2 separate regions of the Mus musculus genome follow, and region 2 is linked to region 1. A link is a contact called in public HiChIP or PLAC-seq data. All regions are on one chromosome and are shown on one strand. The core of a region is the stretch at or near the end of the contact, and the rest is flanking DNA. Distances in the headings are between cores, read along the strand shown. Region 1 overlaps Rmnd5a (required for meiotic nuclear division 5 homolog A). Region 2 holds the start of Chmp3 (charged multivesicular body protein 3).

Region 1 (6,667 bases), core at 2,079-4,578:
CAAATGTTCCCCCAAAAGGGCAAACTCTCTTTTTAGAAATGTATTGTTGTTCTCTCTTTCTACCACATGAGTTCTAGTGACAGAACTCAATTTGTCAAATTCTGAAGCAGTCTTGCTGGCTGAACCCAATCTCAGGCCCCAGAAGGCAAACACTGTTGAAACATCAAGGACACAGAGTAAAGAATTAGAGAAGACACAGTACCCAAAGTAAACTCACTAGAGACACAGAGAAGCAGGAACAAAGTGGCAGTGCAAGAAGCCAGCATGTATTACCCAGTTAGAAAACAGAAAAACAGGATGCAAAGGAAAACAAAACACAAATTAGCAGAGCCTCAACAAATGGGCAAATAACAAGATATAGTATGTGTCACCAAAGAACCAAAGGATAGGAAAAAGAATTGCCAGAGAAATACACTTAGATACAAAAAACAGGAAACTTCCAAAAAGGACAAGAAATCCCACTTGAAAGCATAAAAATGTTAACATCTAAACGAAACAAAATTAAACAAAAGCCCAAGGCAACCAGCTGAGGAAAAAATGGCCTGTTGGACTAAAGAGATGATGGTTCCGTGGAGCTAAGACTAGTTCAGATCCCAAGCACCCATGTAGAGCTGAGTACAGTAGCACACATCTGCAATCCCAGAGCTCCTATAGCAAGCAAGGCAGGAGGCAGAAACAGGAGAATCTTCAGTTCACAGGCCAGCTAGCTTGACATACATATACAGCAGGAACAAGAACACCTAAAGATGCCATGTACAAATGTGCATGTGTGCACATGTGTGTAGACTTAAAAAAAAGAAGAAAAAAAAAAAGAAAAATGGCCTGTTACTTACAGAGGGACTATGATTTCAATGATTATAATTTCGCAACAGAAACTATGGAGTTAAGAGTATAGTACCCTACCACCCCACTCCCAAGAAAAATCAGTATTCCAGAATTATATATCTAATAAAAATATCCTTCAGAAAGAAAAATGAAGTAAGCATTCTCGGACAAAGAAGATTTTGTTTTGGCAAATTTACATCAAAACTAAAAAAAGAAGTTGGGTGAAGGTGACACATGCCTTTAATCCCAGTACTGAGGCAGGCGAATTCGAGGCCAGCCTGGTCTACAGAGCTAGGTCCAGGATAGCCAGGGCCACACACACACACACACACACACCTGTCTCAAAAACAAAACAAACAAACAAACAAACAACAACAACAACAAGAGTGAGGAAAGCAAATCTGTATCCTGGTTTCAAGGTTTTCTGGCTAGTTCGTTTTTGCCTTCTTTGCCGTTCATAAGTCTCTACTGTTTAATTTTTAAATTTTTTGGAGGAGGGGCTGAGACAGGGTTTCTCTGTGTAGCCCTGGCTGTCCTGGAACTCACTCTGTAGACCAGGCTGGCCTCGAACTCAGAAATCCGCCTGCCTCTGCCTCCCAAGTGCTGGGATTAAAGGCATGTGCCACCACTGCCTGGCTTCTTATCCAATCTCTTGAACTAGACCCTAACCAGTGAAAAAAACCACAAATAACCTAATGCTAAAATGACGCACACATAAACTGACTGGTCCCCAGTACTAATGAAGCACAATCACCTATAAACGTCCGAGTTTCACTTCTACTTAACAGACATCCTACATTTCACAGTTGATTCATGGCAGCTCACTGACACTTTTTAAAAAAGCAATTTACATTTTGTGTGTTGTCTGTAACAACCAGAAAACTGGACTGGTGATATTTTGCTTTTCTTCTAGACTCAGCTAGAAACCCACAGTACACTGGGGCTATTTTATACCCTAGAGGCCATTCAAACAAATAAATAATGGGTATCTAAAGATGTGATTCACTACAAACTCAGAATCTGCCTATAATTCTCCACATGCCTAAGCATATGTAATAAGCAATATCCACCTGACTGAGTTACATCCCTCACTGGTTTGTGAATAAACATAGCCCCGGGTAGAAATGACTTGTCTAATAATTACTTCTCAATCTTATCAACCAGCCTACAAACTTGTCAACAGCGATTTAATTCACTAGGAAAGAAAGAAAACCACCACGGAAAATAAAAAATGCTTTCAAAGATATCTTTACTCGTTAATATATATTATCAGTTTGCTTGTTTTTAGAAACAGGGTTTTATGTAGCTAAGGTGGCCTCAAACACAATGTAATAAAGATGATCTTGAACTCTTGACACCCTGCCTTCCTTACAAGTGCAGAGACTAAGTATACAGACTCCATAACATACAATCAGAATTTTAATAGTTACTGGTAGCTTCCTGCTGAAGGACTATACCTCCCAGCTTCTCTTGAGGACTATGGAAGTCATTTCCACATCCCATCTTCCTCTGTAGGCATTCTGGCCATTCAAACATGTGGGTAATAGTGAATATTCATGCAGTGAATAGACATGTCTTAGGGTTTTACTGCTGTGAACAGACACCATGACCAAGGCAACTCTTATAAGGACAACATTTAATTGGGGCTGGCTTACAGGTTCATAGGTTCAGTCCATTATCTTCAAGGCAGGAGCATGGCAGGATCCAGGCAGGCATGGTGCAGGAGGAGCTGAGAATTCTACATCTTCACCTGAAGGCTACTAGCAGAATACTGGCTTCCAGGTAGCTAGGATGAGGATCTTAAAGGCCACATTCACAGTAACACACCTACTCCAACAAAGCCATACCTACTCCAACAGGGCCACACCTTCTAATAGTGCCACTTTCTGGGATGAGCATATGGAAACCATCACACTGCCTAAGGTCAGACCAAGCCTTTCTTTCCTTCTGCCTTTTTTCTCTACAGCTGCTTTTAAAATAATCTAACAGTTACCACTAACACTATCTGTTCAAATAATACAATTCTTTGGATAATTAATTTCCTTGAGATATATACCAAAAAATAAATGCTTATTGAGAAACCTTTTAAAAGTCTAGCATTTAAACAGTGGTATGTATGGAGTTTTACAAGGATGCCCTTCACATCTTCACTTTCCCTTCACAAAGCCTTCTATGGTTACTACTACATAGGTAAGAAAAACAGAACACCCTTTCCAGTAGGATTATCTTTAACCACAGTGAAACTTTCTAACATAGTTGCGGTCTTGGACAGAAGAATACATGTTTCTAAACTCCCTTCAACTATCTATTCTTTCATTTTAAGCAATTAAGGAAGACAAGAAACCCTTTTACAGTTTATGTTCTCGTTGCACGTAATAAAAATTAAAGCCAAAATATAAATGGATGTTGAGGGATGAAATACAAGTCAACTCCCTTTGTGGTAACTGTAGGTTCTTACTCAGTGTTGCATCAGAGCTGGCATTGCTTCCAGCTTCTGTTACTAGGTGACCAAACACATTTACATGGCTAGCCAGGAAATCAACAACACGGTAAACCAGCAGAGGCACTATGTGAAGAAACACCTCTATTATTAGCACCACATGCTTGACTTTTCCCTTTCATATTTGTAAAACAATGAGAGTTACATACCATTTAGGAAGCAGAGGCCTGAGGATCCTGAGTTCAGTGTCAGCCTGGGTTACACAGCAAACTAAAAGCAAACAATATGCCAGGCATGGTGGCACATACCTTTAATTCCAATATTGGTAGGCTGAGGCTGGCAAATCTCTGAGTTTCAGGCCCTGCTGGTCTACAGAATGAGTTACAGGATAGCCAGGTTTACCCAGAGAAACCCTGTCTTGAAAAACAAACAATAAAGCAAAGAGAAGCCTGGCATGATGATCTTACACTGGGAGAAGGAGTCAAACAAGAACCAAAAAAGGACAACAAAGTGTGTCCATTTATGCAGGACACAATAAAGCTTGGAAAAAGAAAACCACAACATACTAAACTTAAGAGACTGAAGGGTAGAGAAGTCATGAGAACTAAATTACAGCCTATATATGCTATCTCTTTAACCACTTCATATATACAATCAGGTAGGTTTAAAGAGTAGTTTTTATTGCTCACCTAAATGCATTCGTGAATCACAGTTACTGAGCAGTCCATTGTAAAACAGTATTTGCTTTAATTCCTAAGTGCCAATTCTCAGTGTTATTTCTAAGCTTCCCATCTACTTATGAAAAACTGGCATATGAACCCAACAATTGGTTACTGTTGGACCTACAAGGAACTGGTTCTTTCTCAGCATCTAGTTAATCTGGGTTAGTAAGACAAAGCAAACTCCAAAGGACTCTCAACAGAGTAAGGAGACCTGGATTGAGAGAAATCACTACTTCATATTCAACTCACAAAGAGTATTGAAGCAACCTCCAACTGAAAAGACAGACAGCCAATCTAAGAGGAAACCATGGGCAAAAGAATATGAAATTCACAAGAAGTCATCCTAATGTTAACATGTGAAAAGATGCTCCACTTCAAAACACAGGAAAGGCAAGGTGAGTCTGACCAGACACTATTTCACACCCACCTGGTTACTATCTGGCCATTGCAAATGTGATGAGAAAAGAGGGAACAGCACTGCCCCAGGTGTGCTGAACAGGACTGTAAACTGGTATAAACCCTAAGGGGAAAGTCTGGCAACACCCTGTAAAGCTGATGCTAAGGTTCAAAACCTATGAGGAAATAAACCTGTACTTAGCATATGCTAGACCACAGTCCTTCACAAGCTATGGCTGGGAAATGAGCCTGGTAGTGTAGCAGAAGCAGAAGCGTAGGTGGACTCTAGATGCCAACACTATCTTTTTTGACATCCTATTACCTCCTCTGTACAATACTCACACCTCTGCTTTGGTATTTGAAGTTAAGAGAAAGACAGGTTCAAACTGCTAAGCTTTTACTTTATAAACATAAAGACATACTAAGCCACACCACAGGCTGCACACTTACAAAGATAACATGCTCCACAACCTGTCTGTCGCTTCCCTATCTCCCTCAAGGACAGAGAACAAGGATAGGACAGAGCAGAGCAATGCCAGTGACTTATTCTCCCAAAGATGGCAAACATACTTTCCCATTTTACAAGGAAAGGAGAAAGACTCCTGTGCATACTGCAGATCCTCCAAAGACACCAATTCCCAAGGAATTCTACTTGAGAAGGTTCCTTAAAATCTCAGCTCTAGGTTTTAGTATCAGTTTTCCCCATTTGCTCTCTGGCTCTAACATAAACCTCAGTTTTCACATCATACCTAGGACTGAAGTTGCTGGGATTCAAATTAAACCATTATTCAAGAAGATGTAAACAATGCACAAAGTGTTCTACCAATATTCATCCAAAGTAAATATTTAACCTGCAAAAGGTGAGTCAGTCCTTTCCGCCGCCGATTCTGATGCCACATGTAAGATAATCTCCACTAGAAGCACAAATTTTTATTAAAGTTTTATCAGTGTTGTTATGTGTATATGGTGTGACTGTAAAAACAGGCGGATAATTTCTCACCACGGCACATCCAGTTCTCTCCTTCACCACGAGTTCTAGGGATCAAACTCAGGTCACTAGTCTTGCTCACTTTGCACTTTGTTTTTCTGCTGAGCCATTAGAAAATGCAAACAAAACAAGCACATAAAAAACCAACAAATTCACTAAGTGGTGATGGTACCCACCTTTAATCCCAGCAGGTGGCTCAGAGTTTGAGGCTAGCCAGGTCTATAGAGTGAATTCCAGGATAGCTAAGGCTATAGAGAGAAACCGTGTCTCAAAAACACAAAACGCCACAACAAATTCCTTAATTCAAAATCACTTAAACTGGGTGTGGTAATAAATGCGTGCACACACCACTTGAATCCAGTCACAGCCCAGATTTATTTGCACAACTTAATGTATAGGTCTTTTTGTGCTTTTTGGCCTAATGTGCCACAGGTGCTGGACCAAGCCCAGTATTCCATCTTCTACCTTCGTGATCACATGAAGTGGGAATACACCAGTCCAGAGAAATCTTCTGGCCCTAATCTATGAGCCCCGACTACTAGGCTTTCTTTTGTGGTCGGCACTATAGTTTAATAAACAGTTATCATTTAATTAATGTAGCTTCATTCAGTTTGAAACAATTTTATTTTAAAAACAAAAACAAAAAAACGTAAGGCTTATAACCTAGAGCAGATATAAAACAGATGGCAGAGAAGGCAAAACTCCACTCAGCTTCTGTACGGAAAATGGTGTTCAGGCTATGAGGGGCAGAGGCAGTGTGGTTCCACACCAGTGCTTATGTTCAGTAAGCAAGGAACCACAGATCATCTAGCTGTTAGGATGCTGGGTTCTTATAGGGAGTAGTTCTTTTCACTCAAGCAAGCTGGTTTTAAGGAAAGTGGTGGGCAGGGGGATAATGCTTCAGAGATGCTCCCTCCTCTCTTGGCACCTGTGCTTTGTCTCCCACCTCAGACCAGATTCCTTCCAGAACCACTACCCCACTCCTAGGACACCTTCCGACCTCATACACTCCCAGATTCCCTGTTCTAACTAGGGTTAATATTGTTGTTAGGGAACACCATGACCAAAGCAACTTAGGGGAGGAAAGGGTTTATTTGGCTTACATCTTCACATCATAGTGTGCCATCAAAGGCAGTCAGGACAGGAACTCAAAACAGGGTAGGAACTGGAAGGCAGGAGCTGATGCTTGCTCTGCACGGCTTGCTCAACCGGCACAGCCACTCACCATATGCTGTTCCCTCCTCCATTAATCATTAATTAAGAAATGCCCAGCAGGCTTGCCTGCTGCTTGATCTT
Region 2 (7,060 bases), core at 644-3,143, 120 kb after region 1:
ATCCAGTTCTTCCTCCCAGCTCTATGTGCCCAGAAATAAAGACTCAGACTCAAAAATATTCACACATACCTTGGCCATATTGCTAGGCTCTCTTCTGAGTAGATCATAAATTAAAATAACCCAATTATTTTTAACACATATTCTGCCATGTGGCTGGTTACCTGTGCTCAGTTACTATGAAGCAGTTTGGTCACATCTTCCCAGGTGAATCTCCCCTGCCTGGCTCTATCCCAGAATTCCTTCTGCCTCCAGAATGTCCCACAGTCTATCCTACTCTTTCCTATATGCTATAGGTTTTTTCTTAATTGACATGTGATGCATCTATACAATGCATGAGACATTCTCTATAACAGTGACTTAGATTTATCCTGTAAATTTAATGGAACGTAGAAGGGCTGAAGACAATGTGGTCATCCCCTATGTGGGTCTTTCCAACTGAGCTTTTAACCAGAGTTGGGACTTGTTGTCTTGGGCTTCTCTTTGAGGCTACTGCTTGTGCTGGGGAGATTCTTCTGACCCTCCCTTTGTTGTGTTCGAGTACCCCGATATGAGAATACCTCTTATCTATAGTGTCTTTATGATCAGACTTTCTAAATTAAAAGAGGCAAGTTTGCTAAAAGCAAGGAGAATTAGTTGTTGGAGTGGTAGGAGGAAAGGGCTGGCTTGGTAGCAAATAAACAAATACTCTGAAAACAAACAAAAGTAAACAAACCCTCCCTCTGCATGAGAACAAAATAACAGGGTATCCAACCAGTTCAGAATAAACCAATGGACCATTGACAAAACACAAGGAAGGCCAAAGCTCAGAAGGAATTCAGCATCCACCTGAAGACGCAGCACAGCCAGGCACAGAACGCTTCATGTTCGTACCTGGTGCCCACCCGGGTGAAAGTGTGAATTAAAATGGGCAAAGTGGATGGCAGGTGCCATAAGTATGCCAGTTTAGTTCCTTTGTGTTTTAAAAGAGATTAGGAAACAAAAATCAGTAAAGGCCAAGGGAAGAGTCAGAGGAATGGATGTGGACAACATATCACATTCATGAATGAAATTCTCCAACAATAACATTTTAAAAATAATAAAGAAAATTAGGAGTCTGATTTCCTCTCCACCCAGCCAGTGGCCATATTACAATTTATAGAAAGCTATGATATGAAAGCCAGAACATATGCAGACTTAACTGTAAGATATACTAACTGGTTCCTTCCCAGAGGGAATAGACAATGGACCCAGGTTGCCTCTGTTCCATTAGAGAATATTTATGTTTATCATTAAAGTTTCAGTAAAGAAAATAGGGTTTTTTTTAAAAAAGATTTCCCCGGTGTTTGTTTTTTAAAGGTAAGATGAGGCTGTAGAAGTGGCTTCCTGTTCTTCCAGGGGCCCAAGTTTCCTTGCACAGTTCCTTGTCTATGAATCCATTTCTTTAATGTGTGCAGAATGCAAGTCTTTTGTTATCTCTTCTTTAAAAGTTAGTTTCAGCTGACTCGTGCAGGTCTGTTTAACCTTAATCTTACAAGCGAAACAAATGTTATAATCTGTTGAATCAATCCCTTCTTCTCCAGCTTCAGCATAAGATCACTGCTAGAACTTTTAAGACTTCCTACAAAGGGGAAAGAAGGCGATGTCAAGTTTTCGAGTAGGTGTGTAGATTTGCAGTCTGTGAGGTGACTACGGACCCAAAGAGAAACCCATCCACAAATATCTGGGAAGTGGTTGTAAATATGCGTGACAGCGTTGAGATATATATTTCTGGGCTAGCTGACAGGTTTTGGGTGTAGGCAATAAATATCTTAAGAGTTACTTCTATACTTCACTTAAGCTCCCTTATGAGCAATGGTGTCATCCACACTGTAGAACCCCACCCAACTTAACTCTGCGCCTGCGCCGCGCGCGTGCGTACTAGCCCTGCTGCCGCCGCGCCCTTCTCTGGGCGTCTGATTCCCTTCCTCCCAGCCCCGCCCAGGCGGCTGCCCGTGACCTGCCTGGGCGCAGGGAACGGAAAGTCGGAAGGGGTAAGAGGAGTTCAGTTCATCATGGGACTCTTTGGAAAAACCCAGGAGAAGCCTCCCAAAGAGCTGGTAAGGGCCAGCGACCGGGGAAGCTCCGCAGCGGAGGTGGGAACAGCCAGCTGCGCTCTCAGGCTGGCCCCTATTTCCGGGGCCTTCCACTCTGCCGAGGGGCCGAGGGAAGAGTTTAGGATTGGGATGTGAGGAGAAGCGCGCCTTGGCCGCTCGGCGTCCGACCCGGGTGTGTAGGGCCTGGTTAGGAGCACCTCGGCCTCGCCCCCAGGCGCTGGAGGCGCCACGCCGCCGGGCCCCGAGGAAGCACTCTCTCCCCTGCGCGCGGTGGTACGGGCCGCCCGGAACCTTTCTCCTGCGCAAGCCCCGCCCCCGCGCCGGCCTGCAGACCACCCGGAGGACTTGCCCTAGACCGGAAGGTTGTGTGCGGTGAACCGGGTCGGAGCCCCCAAAAAGTCCAGGCACCTGCCAGGCAGGTCCTTTTCTCGCTCTCCTCTGTGTGCAGGGAAGCCCGACTTGTGTTTATTCTAGAAGCTCAGTTCTCTCAGGCCCTACCCATAAGGATGCTACCGAAAACAGTTCGGATCCTACTCTGAATCCTTAGATCTGCCTATCAATTGAGTTATTTTAGAAACCAAGTATCAGCCGCCTAAGTTTGAGTCCTACTTTTAGACGTCTCGGCTCTCTGATCTCGAAAAACTTGTCCGAGACTTCTCCTATGTCAAGTAGGAAGAGTGCTACCGCAGTAATTGACCATTGAAGGATGTGAAGTTTGAGCTAGTAGTGGTAGTGAAGGTGCATTCTTTTTTTTGTTTTGTTTTTGTTTTTTTCGAGACAGGGTTTCTCTGTGTAGACCTGGCTGTCCTGGAACTCTCTTTGTAGACCAGGCTGGCCTCGAACTCAGAAATCCGCCTGCCTCTGCCTCCCAAGTGCTGGGATTAAAGGCATGCGCCACCACCGCCCAGCGTGAAGGTGCATTCTTTACACACCCAGCCTTATTACTGACCACCAGTAGTCGCACCAACAGTACCAGCTCCCAGCACATAGCACTTGTGGGGTCCCATTCCAGACCTACTAAATCAGATTTAAATTATGACTATCCCGAGTGGTTAGAATGTGCCTTGACCTTTGAGAAGCACTGTTTCTACAGCACTCAAACTTGTCCTTCTAAACCTTTAGTTCACTTATGGAAGTGTAGCTGTCAAGCCAGTCTAATTAACGTTGCCATTTTCCGGTGCGTGTTCTTTTTTTTTTTTTTTTTTAAGAGGGGTACTTTACTAGAGGAGAAATTGACATTACATTCTTAGCAATGACACTTATTATTTAAAATAATGGAAACGTTAAACGAGTAATGTACATACCAGGCATAAGTTTAAATAGTAATAAGACTGTTTTCTTTAGACTATCTCAACTTATGGATGACAAAGCTAAAGCCACACACTAGTAATGATTTACTTATCTTCAAGAAGAGTATACAAATACCACAAAATGGTCTACATAATGTTCTGAAGTGAAATTGTATGCTTGTCTCATTTAAGTTCCACATGTTCAGTTTTATACGAGAGAGCAAAATGTAACAGGTGAATGAAAGTTCTTAATAAGAAAAGGTTTTAAGAGATGCAGTGTGGCCTGCAGTTCAGCTGCTTGGTCATTTTCAGGACATTCCTGAAAGCAAGAGTTCAAGGGCAGACTAGACAGTGGCTCAGAAAGCAAAGATTTTTCGGGAAAGTCTGGGTGTTGTAGTTTCTGAGACATTACCATGCATTCGTTTTAAAAATTTAATCCCCACATTAAAAATGAAAGTAACATTGTAAAAGTAAAGACTTTAGAGTTGGCTGTTCATCATCCTGCAAGGTCTGTGTCTTGCCCTTAACTTTTTCCGGTGTGTTATTTTATGTGAAATGGAAGTTGGATGTAAACTTGATGAGATCCAAGTTAAACTAATTTAGCAAGAATGTCTGGGCGCGTGGTGGCGCACACCTTTAATCCCAGCACTCGGGAGGCAGAGGCAGGCAGATTTCTGAGTTTGAGGCCAGCCTGGTCTACAAAGTGAATTCCAGGACAGCCAGGGCTATACAGAGAAACCCTGTCTCGAAAAAAAAAAAAAAAGTCTCACAAGGAAGTGTGAACTTCGTACTATGTACATGTTAAAAAATAGTTCTGGGTGTGTACTGGCTAGTTTTGTGTCAACTTGACACAGGCTGGAGTTATCACAGAGAAAGGAGATCCAGCTGCAAGGCATTTTCTCAATTAGTGATCAAGGGGGAAAGGCCCCTTGTGGGTGGAACCATCTCTGGGCTGGTAGTCTTGATTCTATAAGAGAGCAGGCTGAGCAAGCCGGGGAAGCAAGCCAGTAAAGAACATCCCTCCATGGCCTCTGCATCAGCTCCTGCTTCCTGACCTGCTTGAGTTCCAGTCCTGACTTCCTTTGGTGATGAACAGCAATGTGGAAGTGTAAGCCTAATAAACCCTTTCCTCCCCAACTTGCTTCTTGGTCATGATGTTTTGTGCAGGAATAGCAACCCTGACTAAGACAGGGTGGAAATGAAAGAGATCACCAGTCTGTGTCTGGGCAAGGCAAACTTCTGTTATGGATCAGGAAGGTGTGCTCAGAAGAGTCAACTTACAGAGACAGCAAGTACACCTGGTTTTTATTCTTACTCAGGTGGTAACTGTGCCTTTTCCACACTGATTGGGGTCTGACCTCACAGTCTTATTCACTCAGCTTGCTTGAAAAGAATTGCCACACCAGAAATGAAGAAAGGGGGTGTGTGTGTCACTGCTCCATCTAATTCCTGGAGAGCAGTAGGAGGCCTTTGTATAAACAAGGGTGTTGGGATGGGAGTTTGAAACATTTGTATAAAAAGTCTTGTAAGGTGGGGAAGACTAAAAGATTTGAATTCCTTCTAAACACAAATTTAATATTTCTTTAATATTATTACTAATAATATAAGTAATAAATTATAATAAAATTATAACTAATAAAGTAAGACTATTTCTAGCATATTATGTTGGGCATATGATAAGTAGTTTCATTTTGTTTGTTTGTAGAGAGGTTCTTGTTCTGTGTGCTGTATGGTTTCTGTCAACTTCACACAAACCTAGACATATCTGGGTGGAGGGAATCGAAATTTGGGAATTGCCTTAGGCAAGTCTGTGGGGTATTGTAATGATGGATGTGGGAGGGCCTGGCTGTCTGGGCTATGCCACCCCTGGACAAGTGGTCCTGAGTGGTCCTCAATGGTCTCTGTTGCAGTTCCCACCTCTAGGTCTCTTGACCTCTGATGCATTACAACTGCAAGCTGAAATGTACCCTTTTCTTCCCCAAGTTGCTTTTGGTCATGATGTTTATCACAGCAGTAGAAACCAAGCTAAGGCATCATGTATCCCAGGCTGGCTTGGAATTGTTGATTCTTCTAAGAGCTGATCTTACCTGTGTGTACCACCATATTTGGCTGCTTGTCTCATTAATAATGTTGCTAGTAACTTTGGTCACCTGCTTTCAGGTCATGTAAGCCAGGTATCTATGATGTATTTTTTTCTTTTGCTGCTATTCAATAAAATAGCACGGGGCGGGGGGCATGGACTTGCACTGAGCATCTAAATTGGACCCAATAGTGTCTACCAAACCAATATGATTTAATCACCATTTGGTTAATTGTAAGGGATACTGCGGCCAACTAACTAGCAGAGTGGCAGCCAGTTGACTTGTTAAGAAGCTCCAGTACCTGCACTGCTCTCTGGCTCTCCTCCGTTTTCTGTAAACGCCATCGGATCATATTGTCTAGATTTCTCAGAATTTGCTCTCGTTCTGGGAGTTGCCTGATTTGTGACTAGGTTTTGTTTTGCTTTACTTTAATAAACTCACTGAATATGATTGGTTGAAGGATTTTTTTCTCTTAGCAATAGAGAGAAACATGAGGGGTGCTACCTTGGTGCTTCATGGATTGGCTCTGCAGTTTCTCATTAACCCTTTTTCTTAAATTCCTTAGCATCTGTTTGTACCTCTTTTCTAAATTGAATGATCTTTTAATGGTTTTCTGATTGGTAATTTCTTTTCTAATGCCATCATTCCTTTCTTACTTGTTAGCTGACAGTCTTCAGTACAGACCTTCTTGTTAGTTAGGCATGCTTGGTTACCTGGACATACACTTTGTGCTGAAAAGGCAGGAGCAGTAAGTGCCCAGTTGCTCTCTCTTTAATCAGTAATGTTAGAATAAGGGGTTGACAGAATGTTTTCCAGAGATAGGAAATGCTTTTTCTATCGAGTGTCATTTTAGTCTTGTAGATTTTAATGTTTTATATGTCATAGTCACTTTTCACCATTATTTTGTGTGATGTTGAAATACAAGTTTGGTCAGTGGTGCTAAAGAGTCTGTCACTTTTAAACATAATCTTAATGGTCTCTGAGTGCTTCCTTGCTTTCTAGTGACTGGAAACAGACTGGCATTCACAAATACTGATGCTGGTTGCAGGCGATCACTGTCCTCGGCAGATTACTGAGAACCAGTTGCCAGCCCACTAAAGTTAGATGTTTGGTAAAGAAATGTAAGGTTTCTCTGGAAGAAGATGAACTTACGTTCAAAGACTTAAATTATCCTGAAAACTCTCATATATAATGTTTGGAATTGATTTTTTAAAAGAAGACATTTATGTAGGAGAGGCCTTCATATATCCTGGATGCAAATTCTTTATAAATCTTATTGGTGACTTGTTCAGCACACACCTCTCAATGGGACATCTAAATTAAACTCCTCACCTCAAGCTCAGGGCACCCTACGGAAGGGGAGGCCGAGGATGGAGGACACCAGGAGAACAAGGCCCTCTAATGTAACTGAGCCAAGCTCATATGAACTCACAGGGACTGAAGTAGCAAGCACAGGGCCTAACTGGGACTGCCCCAGGTCCTCTGTGTATGTGTTCTAGCTTCCTGTTTAGTATTTTTATGGAACTCCTGAGTGTGTGAACAAGTGAACTGATTCTTGTGCCTTCTCTTGGGGCCCCTTTCCTTCAGTTGGTTTGCCTTGTCTAATTTCAATATGATG

What was found. HiChIP or PLAC-seq counts read pairs in DNA pulled down with a chosen protein or histone mark.
Region 2: a contact with region 1 is called in a FOXA1 HiChIP or PLAC-seq map of pancreatic cancer cells. The contact joins the promoter of Chmp3 here to the enhancer-like site in region 1. A contact is called at or near these places in 4 of 39 promoter capture datasets (the 3T3-L1 cell line, liver and macrophages), 31 of 484 Hi-C or Micro-C datasets (the AML12 cell line, B cells, the C2C12 cell line and 22 more), 9 of 115 datasets of contacts at active chromatin or transcription factors (bone marrow-derived macrophages, embryonic limb bud, embryonic stem cells and 5 more) and 3 of 9 other capture datasets (adipose tissue, liver and pancreatic islet).

The regions. Positions count from the first base shown.
Region 1 is chr6:71,415,738-71,422,404 of GRCm38.p6, forward strand. All of the region lies in intron 2 of Rmnd5a (required for meiotic nuclear division 5 homolog A), which reads right to left. Among named protein-coding and RNA genes, the nearest start is that of Rmnd5a, 22 kb to the right of the region's middle. Within about 2 kb of position 3,329, at least 71 of the 459 cell types and tissues checked have an H3K27ac peak or open chromatin away from gene starts, as enhancers often do. A contact at or near this core is called in the C2C12 cell line, embryonic fibroblasts, pancreatic cancer cells and 2 more, where this site is marked.
Region 2 is chr6:71,541,959-71,549,018 of GRCm38.p6, forward strand. Chmp3 (charged multivesicular body protein 3) reads left to right here and starts at 1,894. Exons shown (of 6, transcript NM_025783.4): 1 at 1,894-2,075. The coding sequence starts at 2,031.